Linked DNA regions of Sus scrofa: regions 1, 3 and 4 are each linked to region 2. A link is a contact called in public promoter capture Hi-C data. All regions are on one chromosome and are shown on one strand. Each heading gives the region's core, a stretch centred on a gene start, on an enhancer-like site or on the middle of the called end of the contact. The rest is flanking DNA. Distances are from core to core; before and after follow the strand shown. Region 1 holds the start of DDX39A (ATP-dependent RNA helicase DDX39A). Region 2 holds the start of C2H19orf53 (leydig cell tumor 10 kDa protein homolog). Region 3 holds the start of ADGRL1 (adhesion G protein-coupled receptor L1). Region 4 holds the start of ADGRE5 (adhesion G protein-coupled receptor E5).

What was found. Promoter capture Hi-C pulls out the DNA fragments that hold promoters and counts their contacts.
Region 1: a contact with region 2 is called in a promoter capture Hi-C map of liver, with 2.0 times the contacts expected there. The contact joins the promoter of DDX39A here to the promoter of C2H19orf53 in region 2. A contact is called at or near these places in 1 of 5 promoter capture datasets (liver) and 1 of 2 datasets of contacts at active chromatin or transcription factors (alveolar macrophages).
Region 3: a contact with region 2 is called in a promoter capture Hi-C map of liver, with 2.4 times the contacts expected there. The contact joins the promoter of ADGRL1 here to the promoter of C2H19orf53 in region 2. A contact is called at or near these places in 1 of 5 promoter capture datasets (liver) and 1 of 2 datasets of contacts at active chromatin or transcription factors (skeletal muscle).
Region 4: a contact with region 2 is called in a promoter capture Hi-C map of liver, with 4 times the contacts expected there. The contact joins the promoter of ADGRE5 here to the promoter of C2H19orf53 in region 2. A contact is called at or near these places in 1 of 5 promoter capture datasets (liver) and 1 of 2 datasets of contacts at active chromatin or transcription factors (alveolar macrophages).

What each region holds. Positions count from the first base shown.
Region 1 is chr2:64,833,720-64,837,562 of Sscrofa11.1, reverse strand. It overlaps DDX39A (ATP-dependent RNA helicase DDX39A), which reads right to left and starts at 1,523. Exons shown (of 12, transcript XM_003123370.5): 1 at 1,393-1,523.
Region 2 is chr2:65,344,509-65,348,588 of Sscrofa11.1, reverse strand. It overlaps C2H19orf53 (leydig cell tumor 10 kDa protein homolog), which reads left to right and starts at 2,129. Exons shown (of 3, transcript XM_003123347.4): 1 at 2,129-2,284; 2 at 2,362-2,417. The coding sequence starts at 2,188. The region is part of intron 1 of LOC110259336 (a long non-coding RNA gene); the gene reads right to left.
Region 3 is chr2:64,995,079-64,998,818 of Sscrofa11.1, reverse strand. It overlaps ADGRL1 (adhesion G protein-coupled receptor L1), which reads right to left and starts at 1,660. Exons shown (of 24, transcript XM_021083697.1): 1 at 1,181-1,660.
Region 4 is chr2:64,859,892-64,863,915 of Sscrofa11.1, reverse strand. ADGRE5 (adhesion G protein-coupled receptor E5) reads left to right here and starts at 1,820. Exons shown (of 18, transcript NM_213925.2): 1 at 1,820-1,961. The coding sequence starts at 1,922.

The DNA.
Region 1 (3,843 bases), core at 274-2,773, 510 kb after region 2:
AATGAATGGAACTAGAACCAAGGCCTCAAGGCAGAACTTAGGGGCTAAAATTAAAGCATTTATCCTTATCTGATTCATGAAAGAGCAATCTGACACCAGCACTGAGGAGTGGGAGATAGGATGGAGTCAGTCCCCAAGTAGCAGAAAGAATAAGAGCCAGGAAAGGCCAGTCCAAAAACCACCAGACCCTTTCTGAGAATGGACAGTAAGACTGGCTGCTTGAAGTAGAGGCAGAAGACAAAGCTGAAAGAGCTGGTCAGGCCCAGAGCATTTACATCTAATTTGCTAAGCAATAGGGAATCGCTGATTAGGTTTTTGAGTTTTGACTTGAATCAAGATTTGCTCAAGAGCAAGGTTATTCCAGAGAAGATGACGAGATCAGCAGTAGGGAAAACCTGACACCAAAAGAAAGAGGATCAATTGGGGTGGGGGCACTGTTAAGCAGGGGAAAAGAGGGTGGAACACTAGTGGGCAGGCCCAGCCCCTAGAAGATCCTAGGACAGAAATGTGCAAGAGTCACCTACTCTGGGCTTCAAACCTGAGTGACCAAGAGAAGATGGTGTATTTAAAAAAGAAAGAAAGAAACAACAACAACAGCAACAAAAAAGACAGTTTTTTGGAGTTCAAAGCCGTTTTGTTTTGATGGGGAGACAGAGTCTGAGACAGGATTTTCTAATGGTGGAGAGACAAGATCTAAAAGCTCAAAGTAAATTAGATCAAGAGAAGATTTAGCGGTGTAGTTATGCCCAAAAAGAGCGGTTAGGACAGCTGAGACCCCAGAAGCTGAAGAAGTTGAAAGCTGACACCAGGAAAAGTAACAACTCAGACTCGCGTGTGTGCCCTTTCAACCTCAAGTGCCCCCGGAGAGAATTTGTTCCCAACTGTAACATCTTTTTTGCCCTAAATCTCTGGACCCACGAAGCCGCCCTCTAAAAGGAAAGCAAAAAAGTAGATTTGGGGAGAAGGGAATTTCTCCTCGACTTGGAAGACCGTCTACAACCTCCAGCTTCTCCCACCGCTATCCCAGACCCGGGCGTCGCCCCCTGACCCCCTCCCCGAAATGCTCCGGGTCGCCTCCAACAGGGAGACTCTAGACTCTCCTCCAAGTCGGCCTCCGACTGAGGGCAGCCATGACTGCACCTTCCGGAAGCTAGCCCCTCACTCCTGGGGGCTAACGGCCGGTCCGCCCCTCGCGCATGCGCCCCAACGCCTAACGGCCGCCCACGCGCTCGCCGGACACCCCCCCAACCGCCCCGCCCCGCCTTGTCTCGCGCCCCCTCCTCCTCCTCCTTCCCTCAATCCTTGGGTTATCCCCTCGCCCGCTCGCCCGCTCGCCCGCCCGCAGGCCCGACGTCTCCGCACAACGACCCCGCGCCTGGACCTGCCGCCCACCTGATTTCTCGTTCGCCTCCGCGTGCTGCGAGGAGTCTCCCGACTCTGGTTACGGGTCGCGCGGCCCGACTCCAGCGGTTCGCGCTTCCTGTCTCCGACGTCCGACTGCGGCTCTGGTCACTGGACTGCTGGCTTTTCATTCAAAAGAGGCGGAAGCGATGATTGGATTCTACGGGAGGCATCTGGAGGCTATTGGTGGAGAGAGAAAAGAGGGCGTGCCCCGAATTCATTGGTCAATCTAAAAGTAGGCGCCCGAGTGGGTGAGGCCGGCGTCTGCAAGCGCGCTGTCACCTGACAGGGGTTGTGGTCGCTGTGTGTAGTCGCCATATTTAGTACTGGCAACCCCAAGCCAAGATGACGGCTCTGGGGTGTGTGTGTCTCACCTGTAAGAAATGTGGGTCATGCGCCCAGCACAGAACTCAGTTTTTGAAGTGGAAATCGATCCACGGGCCTCCTGGTCCACTGGAGTGGAGGTTCTGAAAAGGTTCTGAGTAGACTTGAGAGCTTGGAGTGAGTCCCATGTGGAGAAGATATTTTGCACAAGCAGTGGAGAAGGGGCCCCCTCAGAGGCGTGGGTGTCAGAAATGGTCATAAGCCATAGCTCCTTGCTGAGAGTCATGTCCTTGGTCAGAGACTGCTTGTGGCCATGCAAGTTCAGGCCAAAAAACCGAAACCAGGATGTTTTTGTCATAAAACTTTTTTGTGTTAATTTTGCTTGTCCTCGTATTAAAATTCGTCAACCTTTTTCTCCCACCAGTACCTTACTGAAATAATGTTTATAGGAAAAAGAACAGGTCCAATAGTTTTGACAGTTGACATCCTAATGATAGTTTCCTCCTGAAGATGTGGAATATTTGCCATCAGCCCAGAAATTTTTGTTATGCCTCTCTCAAATCAGCCACACCTCTTCTACACACTCCCATCAGGCAACCACTATGTGGATTTCTACCACTAGTTTTGTCTGTTCCTGATTTTCTTCTAAATGGAATCATGCAATAGACTTGATACTGAATCCAAATTTGCTCTGCTTGCCACACAACAGGCTAATAAATTCAGAGACAAGTTGCTGGGGCAAGGAATAGCGACTTTATTCAAAAAACTAGCAGCCTGAGATGATGGCAGACCAGTGTCTCAAAAAACCATCTTGCCTCAGTCCAAATTCAGGCTCTTTTTATACAGAGGAAAGAGAGGGGAGGGGCCAATGGTCACTCACTAACTGTCACCTATTTGGGGGAAGGGCTCATTGCAAAGCTGACCAGTGGCTGAGCACGGCTACTAAAGGTTTCTCACTTACAGACTGTATATTTTGTATCTGGCTTCTTTTACTCAACAAAATGTTTTGAGATTTTCCACGTTGCTGCACATAGGGATACTTCCTTCTTTTTCATTCCTGAATAGTAGTCCACTGTATGGCTATACCACAAGATAGCTAAAATAGTTTCTCCAGTCACCTATAGATGGACATTTTTTCCCCCGTGTTTAGCCACTATTAATAAAACTTGCATAAGTTGGTTGGTTTGTTTGTTTGTAGGGCAGCACCTGTGGCATGTGTCTGTTCCCAGGCTAGGGGTCAAATCTGAATTGCAGCTGCCAGCATACACTACAGCCACAGCAATGCGGGATCCAAGTTGCATCTGTGACCTACACTGCAGCTCACAGCAGTGCCAGATCCTTAACCCACTGAGTGGGGCCAGGGATCACACCCACATCCTCGTGGATACTAGTCAGGTTAGCCCACTGAGCCACAACAGGAACTCCTGAACAAGTATTTTTGTGAACACAAGTTTACTTCTCTTGGGGAAATACCTAGGAGTGGAATGGTGGACAGTAGTCCATGTGGGTGTTTGGCTTTTTTTTTTGGCTTTTTAGGGCCACACTTGCGGCATATGGAAGTTCCCAGGCTAGGCATCAAATCAGAGCTGCAGCTGTCTGCCTACACCACAGCCACAGCAATGAGAGATCTGAGCCATATCTGTGACCTACACCACAGCTCATGGCAACACTGGATCCTTAACCCACTGAGAAAGGCCAGGGATTGAACCCACATCCTCATGGATACTAGTTGGGTTCTTAACCTGCTGAACCACAATGGGAACTCCTGGGTGTTTAGTAGATCCTGACAGTTTTCCTAAATGGTTGTTCCACTTCACACTCCCAAGAACACCCTGTGAAAGTTCCGTTTATTCCCAATCCTTGCCCATAGCAGTACAAACATGATAAGCCTGCTCCAGCAATCCGTTCTCCCTAAGCCTGTGACACAATTAAAACATCCTCCACTTTTTTCCAAGAAGGTTGGAACATTTCATTTTCATTTAGTGTATGCTATTTCTGGGTCCATGTTCTAGACAACAAATTCACAGGTGAAGTCAAAATAACTTCAGCCAAAAAGCCCAATGCCCAATGAAGAGAAACTAGTCAATCCAGAGAGAGACTTTACATAATATAAGGTAG
Region 2 (4,080 bases), core at 880-3,379:
ATTCTTCCCAGAGAAGGGAAAGCAGACAGGGCCTTTGCATAGCTCTTAAGAGCCTAGCAGCCGGAACAAGGCTGCCTGAGGTCATATACCAGTTTCACTTTTTCTGCTGTGTGATGTTGGCCAAGTCACTTCACCACTCCATGCTTTGTTTTCCTCATTTATAAAATGGAGACAATACTCCTATGTTGCTCTCAGGACTGGAATCAGGGTGATACCTCAGGTGCAAAATCTCAAGGAGGCTCATTAATCAAGACAAATAAGAGCTTTCATGCATTATTTTTGAAAAATCAAAATTAATGCAAAATAAATCCATGATGCTGGAGTTCTCTATTGGCCCAGTAGGTTAAGGATCCAGCATTGTCCCTGCAAAGACTTTCATCACTGCTGTGACATGGGTTCAATCCCTGGCTCAGGGACTTCCACATGGTATGGCCAAAAAAAAAAAAAAAAAAAAGCATATGAACAAAATACCAAGATATTGAACAGAATGAAAGTGACTTTGCATATCCCGACCTTAATCCCCTCATTCCCTATACCAGTCCTCATTCCAGTAAACTTTATTTACAACATGAGGCAGCCAGTCCACAGGTTGTAGTTGGATTATTTTATTTATCTATTTATCTATGTATATTTTTTTGCCACCCTTGCAGCATATGGAAGTTCCCAGGCCAGGGATCCAATCCGAGCTCGAACTAAGACCTATCCCACAGCTGCAGCAACTCAGGATCCTTAACTCACTGTGTCCAGGCCAGGGATGGAACCGGGGCCTCCACAGAGACAAGCCACATCATTAACCCACTGCCCCATGGCAGGAATCCCTGATTTTTTTTAATATTAAAATATTTTTAGGGGGAGTTCCCGTCATGGCGCAGTGGTTAATGAATCCGACTAGGAACCATGAGGTTGCGGGTTCGATCCCTGGCCTTGCTCAGTGGGCTAACGATCCGGAGTGGCCGTGAGCTGTGGTGTAGGTCGCAGATGCGGCTCGGATCCCGCGTTGCTGTGGTTCTGGCGTAGGCTGGCAGCTACAGCTCCGATTCAACCCCTAGCCTGGGAACCTCCATATGCCATGGGAGCAGCCCAAGAAATAGCAAAAAGACAAAAAAATGTATATTTTTAGGAGTCCCCATTGTGGCTCAGTGGATACCCGACTAGTATCGAGGATGTGGGTTTGATCCCTGGCCTTGCTCAGTGGGTTAAGGATCTGGCATTGCCTCAGGCTGTGGTGTAGGTCACAGACGCAGCTTGATTTCTGCTTTGCCATGGCTTAGGCCGGCAGCTGCAGCTCTGATTTGACACCTAGCCTGGGAACTTCCATGTGCTGCAGGTGCAGCCCTAGGAAGAAAATATATTTTTTTTTATCTTTTAAAAATATATATATTTTAATGTTAAAAATGTTTTTAGTCACTTAGGATGGAGCATGATGATGCGAGAAAAAAGAATGTATACATATATGTGTGACTGGCTCACTTTGCTGTACAGTAGAAAATTGACAGAACACTGTAAACCAACTATAATGGAAAAAATAAAAATCATTATAAAATTTTAAAATATATATATTTTGGAGTTCCTGTCATGGCGCAGTGGTTAACGAACCTGAGTAGGAACCACGAGGTTGCAGGTTCAATCCCTGGCCTTGCTCAGTGGGTTAAGGATCCGGCATTGCCGTGAGCTGTGGTGTATAGGTGACAGAGGGGGCTCGGATCCTGCGTTGCTGTGGCTCTGGCATAGGCCAGCAACTGTAGCTCCCATTTGACCCTAGCCTGGGAACCTCCGTGTGCGGTGGGTGCAGCCCTAAAAAAAAAAAGAAAAGCAAAAATATATATAATTTTTTTTTTAATCTCGATTACTGAAGTTTGGGAAACCTTAAATTTTGCACCAGAGTGCTTCACTTGTCTCCCCTTAGGACCTAGATTTAATTTTATGTATAAAGAGCATAAAATAGTGTAAGTTTTGCAAAACAAATAAGTACCCAGTAAGTGTTAGCTTATCACTATAACCTTTACTTTTTTGCAAAGCCCGGGCTATGATCATCTACTTAACCAATCTGGGTAGCTGTCCCTTTAATTCTTTGCCACATAATGTCCCATGAGCTATTGCGCCTCCGATCCCACTGTATCCCATCGTGCCCAGCGCCTTCCGGCTGCGACTGCTCACGGCCCCGCCTATTCCGGTTCGTGACTGAGCATGGCGCAGGGGCAGCCCAAATTCCAAGCGCAGAAGCCGGGGAAGAGCAAGACGGCTGCGGCGGCCTCGGAGCGGAACCGGGGGCCAAGGAAGGGCGGTGAGGAACGGGCTGGGGGCTGAGGGGGGAGGTGGATCCCGGAATCTCCAGCCTTATGAAAGCGCATCCTTCCCCAGGTCGCGTAATCGCACCCAAGAAGGCACGCATCGTGCAGCAGCAGAAGCTTAAGAAGGTGAGCGCGGGCTTGCGAGGGGCTGAGGGTGGAGAATACCCAGTGCTGTGAGCCTCAGTTTCCTTCTAGGTGCAGTACGTACGGAAAAATTATCTACCAATCAACGGGCCTTCTAAAGTAAGGACTGTCGCGCAAAAACTGTTCAACTTAGGTTAGCTGCTTTCGCAGTTTGATTTCTTTCGTTCGTTCACTGTTACTGTCCTCTTTAACAGATATCGAGAGGAAAGGCAGCCTGGGACACGAGTTGGAAAAAAAAAAACCCAGCTTTGCAGGAAGGCAGTGCTGGGTGCACATCGAGGGTCCTTTGACAGCCATTATTTCTTTACCTTGAGCCTCTTACCTGTGAAATGGTCATAGTGGTAGCACTTTTCTTGTAGGGATTCATTGCCATAGGATACCAGTAAACCTCTGAGAAGAGCACAGGGCTGTTTTGGGGAGTGTTTTTTGTTTGTTTTGTTTTGTTTTTTTGCAGCATATGGAAGTTCCCAGACTAGGGGTAGAATCTGAGCTGCCACTGCAGCCTACACCACAACCACAGCAGCAGAAGATCCCACCGGCATCTGAACGTATACCACAGCGCAGGCAATGCCCGATCCTTAAGCCACTGAATGAGGCCAGGGATCAAACCCCAGTCTTCATGGATCCTAGTTGGGTTCATTTCCATTGAGCCACAATGGGAACTCCCAATGAACATCATTTTTGTGATTGTTTTCTCTCTCTCTCTCTCTCTCTTTTTTTTTTTTTCTTTTTAGGAAGTTCCCAGGCTAGAGGTCTAATCAGAGCTACAGCTGCCAGCCTCAGCCACAGCAATACACAATCAGAGCCGCATCTGCAACCTACACCGTGGCTCAGGGCAGCACTGGAACCCTAACCCACTGAGCGAGGTCAGGGATCGAACCTGCATCCTCACGGATCCTAGGTGGGTTCATTAACCTCTGAGCCGCAAAGGGAACTCCCCCCTGGTTGTCTTTAAATGTTTTTGTTTGTTTGTTTATAGGTGGATAGGGTTGATCTTGTAAAGTTACAAAGAGAAGTTACATAGAGATCTGGTGGAATCAGATCTGAATTTGAATCACACTCCACACACTAGTGCAATAGTCTTGAGAAAATTGTTTATATTTGTGAAATAGTCCCCAGAGCCTCAGTTTTCTTAGACCTGGTACCCAGCACCCTGCTCACCTCCATCTGGCAGCCAGTGGGGGGAGGTGTCTCTTGGGCATCTCGAAATTCAGTATATCAAAACCAGGCTCCTGGGTAGAGGGAGGGAGTGGGATGGACTGGGAGTCTGGGGTTAATAGATGCAAACTGTTGCATTTGGAATGGATAAGCAATGAGATCTGCTCTATATCACAGGCAACTATATCTAGTCACTTGTGATGGAACATGACCAAAGATAATGTGAAAAAAAAAATGTGTGTACATATGTATGACTGGGTCACTTTGCTGTATTGTAGAAATTGACAGAATACTGTAAATCAGCTATAATGGAAAAAATAAAAAGCATATATAAAAAATTTAAAAGAGTATCACAAAAATAAAGGCAATCACATGGGGGAAAAAAACAACAAAAAACAGGCTCCTGATCCTACCCCCCCTCCCCCACCTCTGCTCCCTACGCACACTGATCCTGCTACAGTCTCCCCTTAGAGATACTTGGGCTTCC
Region 3 (3,740 bases), core at 411-2,910, 350 kb after region 2:
GAGAGGGAGAGAGAGAAAGAGAGAGGTGGAGAGGCAACCAGCCATCTTGGCAGCCATTTTGAACCCCTCCCCCTGCTCCCCCCAGACACACCACATGTTTGGATGTGAGCAGAGGAACCCAGGCCCTGGGTCCTGCAGAAGCCAGGAAGAAAGGGGGCCCTATCTCATAGACTAGGATGGAGGAACACCCACACAGCTGCCATGACTGGGGGGAGGGACAAGGAGGAGTGGAGCAGGAAGGTACAGCGAGGTCCTAGGCAGGCAGGGGTGCGCCTGCGTGCTGACTGAGACTGGAAGGCCAGGGACAGCGATGTGTGCAGGCTGGAGGCTGTCTTCACATGGGTGCCCCAGGTGCCCTGGAGCAATGCCTGTGGGGGCCACTTTTTGGTCATGGCTGGAGCACACACAGTGCTGCCCACCCTCGTCTGGCACAGGCTCTGTCCCAGGACCCTCACATGGAAGGATGACAATTGAAACCCCATAGCGCTACCCAATAAACACCTGAGAAAGAGAGAGAGAGAGCTGGCCCTCAAAACCTGAATCCGGGTAGATCAAACCCAACAGCTTCCCACACTTAGTCCGGTACCGCGGAGAGAAAGATGCTCGCGGTGACTGCAGCCGGCCAGACACCCAGACAGACCCCTTCCCATCCCTCGCGCCTCTGCCTCCCAGAGAAAAACAACCCCCGGCCCGACATCCTGCGGGGCCAGCCCCCGACACGGCTCCTCCGGGGGCCGGGGCCCGCGCGCCGCGCGCACACGCACCCTCTCCGCTCACACCCAGACACCTACACAAACAGGGCGCCAAGCACCCGCGCGCACACGCACCGGGGACACGCAGGCACCGCCGCGCCGCTTCCCCACAAAGGCTGGAGCGCGCGCGGGCACACGCAGCCACGCGCGGGCACATTCGCGGTCCCTTCCCCCCACCGAGCACCCCGCGGCAGCCCATCCGCACCCCTGACGCTCCGTGGGGGCCGCCCCTCCGGTTCCCCTCGCCGGTGGGGATGAGGTGCAGGCCGCCCCCGATTCCCCTCGCGCTCAGGTGCCCTGACCCGCGGCTCCAGCATCCCCTCCCCCTTCGCGGCCCGGACAGGCCCCGGCTCCCATCCTCCCCACCTCGGCCCGCACACCTGGCCCAGGTACAGCGTCCCCCTCGCCCTGGGCCCGCAGACACTCACCTGTCCAGCGCCGCTCCGGGGTCGGCCCTGCGCGTCTCTCCTGCGGCTCCGCGAACCAATGCCTCCCGCCCGGCACATCTCCCGGAACCGGGGCGGGGGGGGGAAACGAACGAGGGGCGGCGGGGTACCGCCGCCACCAACCAAAAATTTAAAAAAAAAAAAAAAAAAAAGCAAAGCTGATTACACAGCTCCAAAGGCGGCCCCCTCGCGGCGGCGAAGACTCGGGGCTGGGGGTGAGTGGGTCCGCGCCCCTCCGGGGGAGGGAGGTGGCGGAGGCGGCAGGGCGGGGGCGGTGTCAGAGCTCTGGGGGCTGGGGCGAGGCGGAGCCCCCCAAGGCGGCGCCAGCAGCGGCCCGCATCTCCCCCGCAGCTCCGCGGCCCCGACGGAGTAGGCACGTGTGTGCCCAGGCGACTTCCCACCCCCCTCCGACGGCGGCAGCCGAGGGGTTAACGGGGCAGCTGAGGTGCGCCTGCAGCCCCCCGCCGCCCAGCGGCGCCGCTCCGGGGCCCGCGCGGCCCCATCCGCCGGGGCCTCCTCGGCAGACGGCGGGGCGGGGGCGCCGCAGCGCCGACAGCTCCCGCGCCGACGGCTCGGGCTCCCCGCAGTGGCCGCGGGGGGCTCGGGTAGGGGGCGGACGGCGCGGAGCTGGGGGGGCGCGGCTGTAGGCGGGCGCGGCGGCGTCGCGCCCCCGGGGTGGCCGGAGGGGGGGCGCCGGGCCGGGCCCGTGGGCACCGCAGGACGCACGGACCAAGCCGGCGCCGGGCACCAGCAATGACAAGCCGCCTGTTCGCCCCTCTCCCCGGCGCACCCGCTCCGGGAGGGGGGGCGTCGGGCGCGCACAAAACCCGGCCCGGAGTCGTCGCCCGGGACGGGCCACCGCAACCTGCCCGAGCGCACCGGGGGCCGGCCCGAAAACCCGGGATGGATTTTCCTCCCCTTGGCCCCCTCTAACCCCTCCGGAAAATCGGGGAAAGGGAAGGCGACGAGCTGAATCCCGGCGTTGGAACGGGAAGTGGGGGGAGGGGAGACGGGCACAAGGAAGACCCGGAGCGGATTTTGCCAGTAGTGAAGTAAGGGAAAAGCGCCGAGCCCGGTGAAGGGAGAAATTGGAGAGAACTGTAAGGGGTATGCAAAACCCGGGTTGGATTACACAGCAATGGGAGGAAAGGAGGGAGCTGCGACAGGGCCAAATGCACCCGGGGCACGCAAATTTCGGGCCGGATTCTTCCTCGGGAGACGGAGTAATGCGTCATGCCTAATGCAGTGGGAACAAACAAGACCTGGCCTAGAGTTCCCAGACATGGGCTCTCAGGGGGCTCCGGGAGGGGGCTGCTAAGTGGCTGAGGCGGCGTGGGCTGCCCCTGTCTTCCTGGCAGCGACGTGCAGGAAGGAGGGGCAAAAGGAGAGCTGGACTCTGGCACGAAGGGATCTGGAGCGCCGGCTGCACCGAAGCGGGCAGGTAAAACCGGCTTGAGGATCCAGGGATGATGCGAAAGGAATGAGACGGGAAGGCCGCTACCCTGGGAGACCAGACCTACAATAAAAGGCGAGGGAGGACCGCAAAGCCAGGACTGGAATCTGAGGGATGGGACAAGACCCCAGCAGAGGATCCCTGGCAACTGGACAGGGGCTTGGAGCTGACCAGGCAGGAGGAGCGGAGAGAGGGGTGTTAGGGGGAGGTTAGTATCTATAAACGCCTCAAACGTCTCACTTTGGGAGGGGGGCAGGGGAAGAGAGAAAAAAAAAAAATTGAATTTTAGGTTATCGGCAAGAGCAAAACCTCGGCGCGGATTTCTACAGCTTAGCAACCACACTGCAGCTGGTGGACTTGAAGAAGTAGGGCAAGGAACCAGCGGGTTCCTAGGCATCTGGCAGAGTGAGGCGAGGGGCAGGTTTCAGGCAGAGGCTACAGAAGGGAGCCCCGCACCCCCTCTCCGGGTTAGGGAAGGCAGCCCAACCTGGCTTGGATCCCCGGAGCCAGAGCTGTGACTGCCAAGACCCACAGTGGGGGCTATAAAACCGGGACCCAGGCCAAACATAGGCACTAAGGCAGAATAGACAGTTTAGTGCAGGGTGGGGGCTGAGGAAAAATTGGAGGTGGGGGGCACACAAGAATCTGGGAATGGGGGGCAGTTACAGGAAGGTCCTGAGAGGTAAGATCCGGTGAGGATCTTGGGAGATGGGACCTGAAAGTCTGGCATTTTATGAAAGATGGGTGCGACGCTAAGATGGATGGCTGGGGAGGAGCAAATCCCTGGCTTGGATCCTCAGGGAAGGGAGTCCATCCAAGGGAGGCCTAAATAGTAAATTGTCCAGCTCCTACAAAGTCTGGGCTGAATCTTGGCAGACACAGAGCAGGCAATAGTGGGACAGTCCAGCTCTGGATTATAGAGGAAAGGGATGGGCTGGGGATGGGGAGAGGGGCAAACCTTGGTCTCTGTCTCCAGGGAAGAGAATGCATTGGCAACCCAGCTAGGCTCTGCAGAATGGGTGAGGAATTGGGAAAGCATGTGGAAGTAGCAGGGGGAGGGGGAGGGATGGTAAATACACAAAACTTGGG
Region 4 (4,024 bases), core at 571-3,070, 480 kb after region 2:
CTCCTCTGTCTTTGGCCATGGGTGACCTTTTTTCTCCATGGCCTCAATCGTCCCCTTTTAAACTACCATGCATTCAGTTAATTTTCTATGCTGTTGCCTCCTTGAATCTATTCATTTAAAAAAGAACCTTTAGGGGAGTTTCCATCATGGCTCAGTGGTTAACGAACCTGACTAGTAACCATGAGGTTGCAGGTTTGAATCCTGGCCTCGCTCAGTGGGTCAAGGATCTGGCGTTGTCGTGAACTGTGGTGTAGGTCGAAGATGTGGCTTGGATCCCACGTTGCCGTGGCTGTGGTGTAGGCCGGCAGCTGTAGTTCCAATTTGATCCCTAGCCTGGGAACTTCCATATGCCACGGGTGCGGCCCTAAAAAGACAAAAGACATAAATAAATAAATAAATAAATAAATAAATAAATAAATAAATAAAAAGAACCTTTAGAAGGTCCCATAGTGGTGCAGCAGAAACAAATCTGACTAGTATCCATGAGGATGCAGGTTCAATCCCTGGCCTCACTCAGTGGGTTAAGGAACCAGCATTGCCATGAGCTGTAGTATAGGTGAGAGACATGGGTCAGATATGGCATTGCTGTGGCTGTGGTATAAGCCAGCGGCTACAGCTCCTATTCAACCCCTAGCCTGGGAACCTCCATATGCCATGGGTGCAGCCCTAAAAAGACAAAAAAAAACCGAGAGAGAGAGAACAGTTATATGTATGTCCTAATTGGAAAACCCTTCTCATTGCCCGAAATAGTCTGTAAACTTAAAAATAAATAATAACGCCAGGAACATAAAACCACGGATTCTAACTGGATATACCCCAGCGCCACCAAGGTGTTAAAGACACATTCGCCCCCAATAGAGACTTTGTCCTGGGTCCTGGGCTCATCAGCAGGGGCCTGGGGACTGAGCTGCCTGCCTTTTAGATCTCTGCTCAGCCACTTGTTAGCTGTGCCTCAACTTCCCCTTCTGCAAAATGGGAATCATAGCAACACCTGCCTCGAAGGTATTTCCAGGCGTAAATGAGTTAAAAATAGAGAACTTTAGGAGAATCAGGCCTGGCTCAGATAATAAGTGCTTTGTAAATAATAGAGTTTTTTAAAAAAAGAATTATTAAATAGCTTCGGAGATAAGCTGGTCACATGACTTATTTGAAAAGGAAACAACTCTCCTGTCATGTGATTCACTGTTGATTAATGCAGTACCCATGAACTGCCAAAATATGAGTTTCCCACCAGGCAAAAGTCTGGCCCAGAATGACCAGCTCCAGGAGCACAGTGGCCCTGGGGTCCTGCAGTTTTCTAGGTGCCTGCCTGGCATCCATGAAGGGCCCCTTTGTGCTCCCCTAGCTCCTGTCTGGACTCTGGCCTCTCTGTGCCTCAGTTTCCTCATCAAGAAAAAGAGGAGGAAGGTCCTGTTAGCTCCAGAGCTGGCCATGGAGAGCAAGCACAGAATAGTCCCCAACTTGGGTGCCCCAAGCTATGTCAGCAGTGACTCCACCCTCCGCAGTCCAAATGCCTCCTGCCCAGAAAAGCCAAGCGGGTCCTGGGCCAGACTCCCCCTTTTGCCCCTGGGATCAGCCAGCTGTTGAACACAGGGGCCAGAGAGCTTGTCAGATGCTGCAAGGGCAGGCTGCACCTCAATACTGCATATGACTCGTGTGTGTGTGTGTGTGTGTGTGTGTGTGTGTGTGTGTGCGCGCGCGCTCGCGCGCGCAGCGTCCCTGGGTCTGTGTTTTTACTGCACTTTCCTGTTGGCTTCCAGCTGCCCCGCCAGTTCCGGGGAGGGCCCTGGGCCAGCGGCTGCCTCCCCACCCCCTCTTATAAAGGCCCGGCGGCCCTCGAGAAAGCCCGCACAGCTGCCCAGCCTGGGGACACAGAGCAGCCCTGCCTTGTCACCTGCTCCCCCCACTGGCAGCTCAGATCATGGGAGGCCCCCACCACGGCGTCTTTCTCCTCTTTCATGGTGAGAATTTCGGGGCCCTGTTGTGGGGCGGGACAGGCAGCGAGGGAGCCCCTGGCAGCAGCTCTCGGTGTCCAGGCGTCCTCTTCCCCGTGGAGAAATGCGCCCCAGGTCGCTCTGGGGCCAGCCTCGGAGGAAGCCGCATGGCCAGGCGGGCACTGAGGGCACGTGGGGAGAGGGGCTGGCAGTGCCGGGCACCTGCACCCAGTGGCAGGATTCCCCAGACTGCTCTAAGAGCCTTCCCTCTCTCCCAGAGAAATCTCTGACCTCTTTACTGGAGCCACTTTGCGGGGTTGCCCCTGAAGTGGGAAAACTGAGGTTTGGGGAAAGGAGAGGGGCAAAAACTAAATGCGGGAGCCCCGCGGACAGCTGCTCTTAACATCGGGCATAAGGGGATGCTGGGGGGCTTGGAGGCCGGGAGGCGGGACTTCTCCACAGCGGAGGTACCCCCATCACCTCCCACACTGTCTCAGTGGCAGGGGCAGCCCCAGAGAAGACCCTCATTCTTGCTCTGGAGACCCAGCTGGGAGCCAGCTGTGGGTTGAAAGGAGTTTTTGCCCTCTGAAGGTTTGAACCTGACTTTTACTATGACTTCCCCTGGGCCTCCCTTCCCGCCCCACCCAGGGTGGCTCTAACGGTTATCTGGGCAGCTCGTTGCCTGAGCAACCAAACAACAAAGAGAATGAAGAAATGGCATTTGGGGTACCATCCAGAGTTTCCCCAGGCCACAAGGGCGGGGGTTCCCTGTGATGACCCTGTGGGCAGCAGGCGTGAACTCAGTGGCCCTGGGCGGGCTCTAAGCAAGGAATTGGTGTCTATGTGGGGCACACTGAGCAGCTGGGGCGGGGGAAGGGGGGGAAGGCGGTGTGTTACTGGAGCCAAATCTGGGAGCCCCTGAGTCTCACTTTCCACCTCAGCAAAATGAGGCAAAACCGCTCTTTACTTTATAAGGTTGTGTTAAGGGTTAAGTGAGTGCGTATACAGGAACTATTCCTGGTTTGCAGGAAGAATTAAGTAAACACTATTATTGTTATTATTACTTCACTGGTGGGTCTGAGGGGTCCTTAGCTGGAGGAGCAAAGAGAGGATGACTGCCCCGCCCCCCACCCCAGGAATCTTACTGCTTGGGGCTGGGCAGGGGGAATGCAAACCAGATGGAACTGGGAGAAGACCAGCAGCTCCTCTCTCGGCTCCTGTTTGGGAGAATTCCAAGGACCCAGATGAAGAACTCCTGGTCTAGGAAGCCTCCGTGGTTGGAGAGCAGAGCCCAGCCTAGCTCTGGCAGAGGGCAAAGTGCACAAGGCACAAAAGAGCTCTCCCACCCCCCCACCCCCCCGCAGGGTCTGGGGACCTTGACCTGCTCCATTCCACCTTCTTCAGGCTAACTCTGTTCACTAGATTCTTCCTGAGCCTTTTCTGGGCTCCAGGCCACAATCTGTCCAGCTGCAGGATGGGCACAAACACAGCCAACCTCCTAGGGTAGTTGCGAGCATAAAAGTTGCTACTGGGGATTTTAGGGAGCTGGGGACGAATCAGCCCAGGTCCTCTCCTATCAGGCAGGAAAGGTCATTCCTGCAAAGAGGAACCAGGCCCTGGCTGAAAGGGATATGAACCAAGCCCTATGAAGAGGAAGAGGAAGAGAGAAATCCTTATGGGAGGGAGAGGAGGGCATGCCAGCCTCAGTTTACCCTGGCTGGGAGGGCTTCTGGGAGTGGCTCTCTGCTCTCTGCCAGCTTGAAGGGTATCAAGTTTGGACCTAGGGGCCGAGTGGGCAGAGGACCCTCCATTCTATACCCCCACAGCCCCTCAAGCCATGCTCACAATGACAGACCCCAGAATTCCCCTGGGAGATACCATCAGGGGCAACAGAGCATGAGTCATCCCTTCCCTTGGCCCAGGAAGTGACTCATTCCTGCCCTTCCTCCTGGCCCCCATCCCTCCACCCACTGCCCCCTTTTGGGTATCCCTGGATTATTGGGGTCAGTGCTGCTTCCCCACATTCCCACATGGGCAGGGACTGGATGCCTCCCCTCTCCACCTGCTGGGCTGCCCTCCTCCCTCCCTCC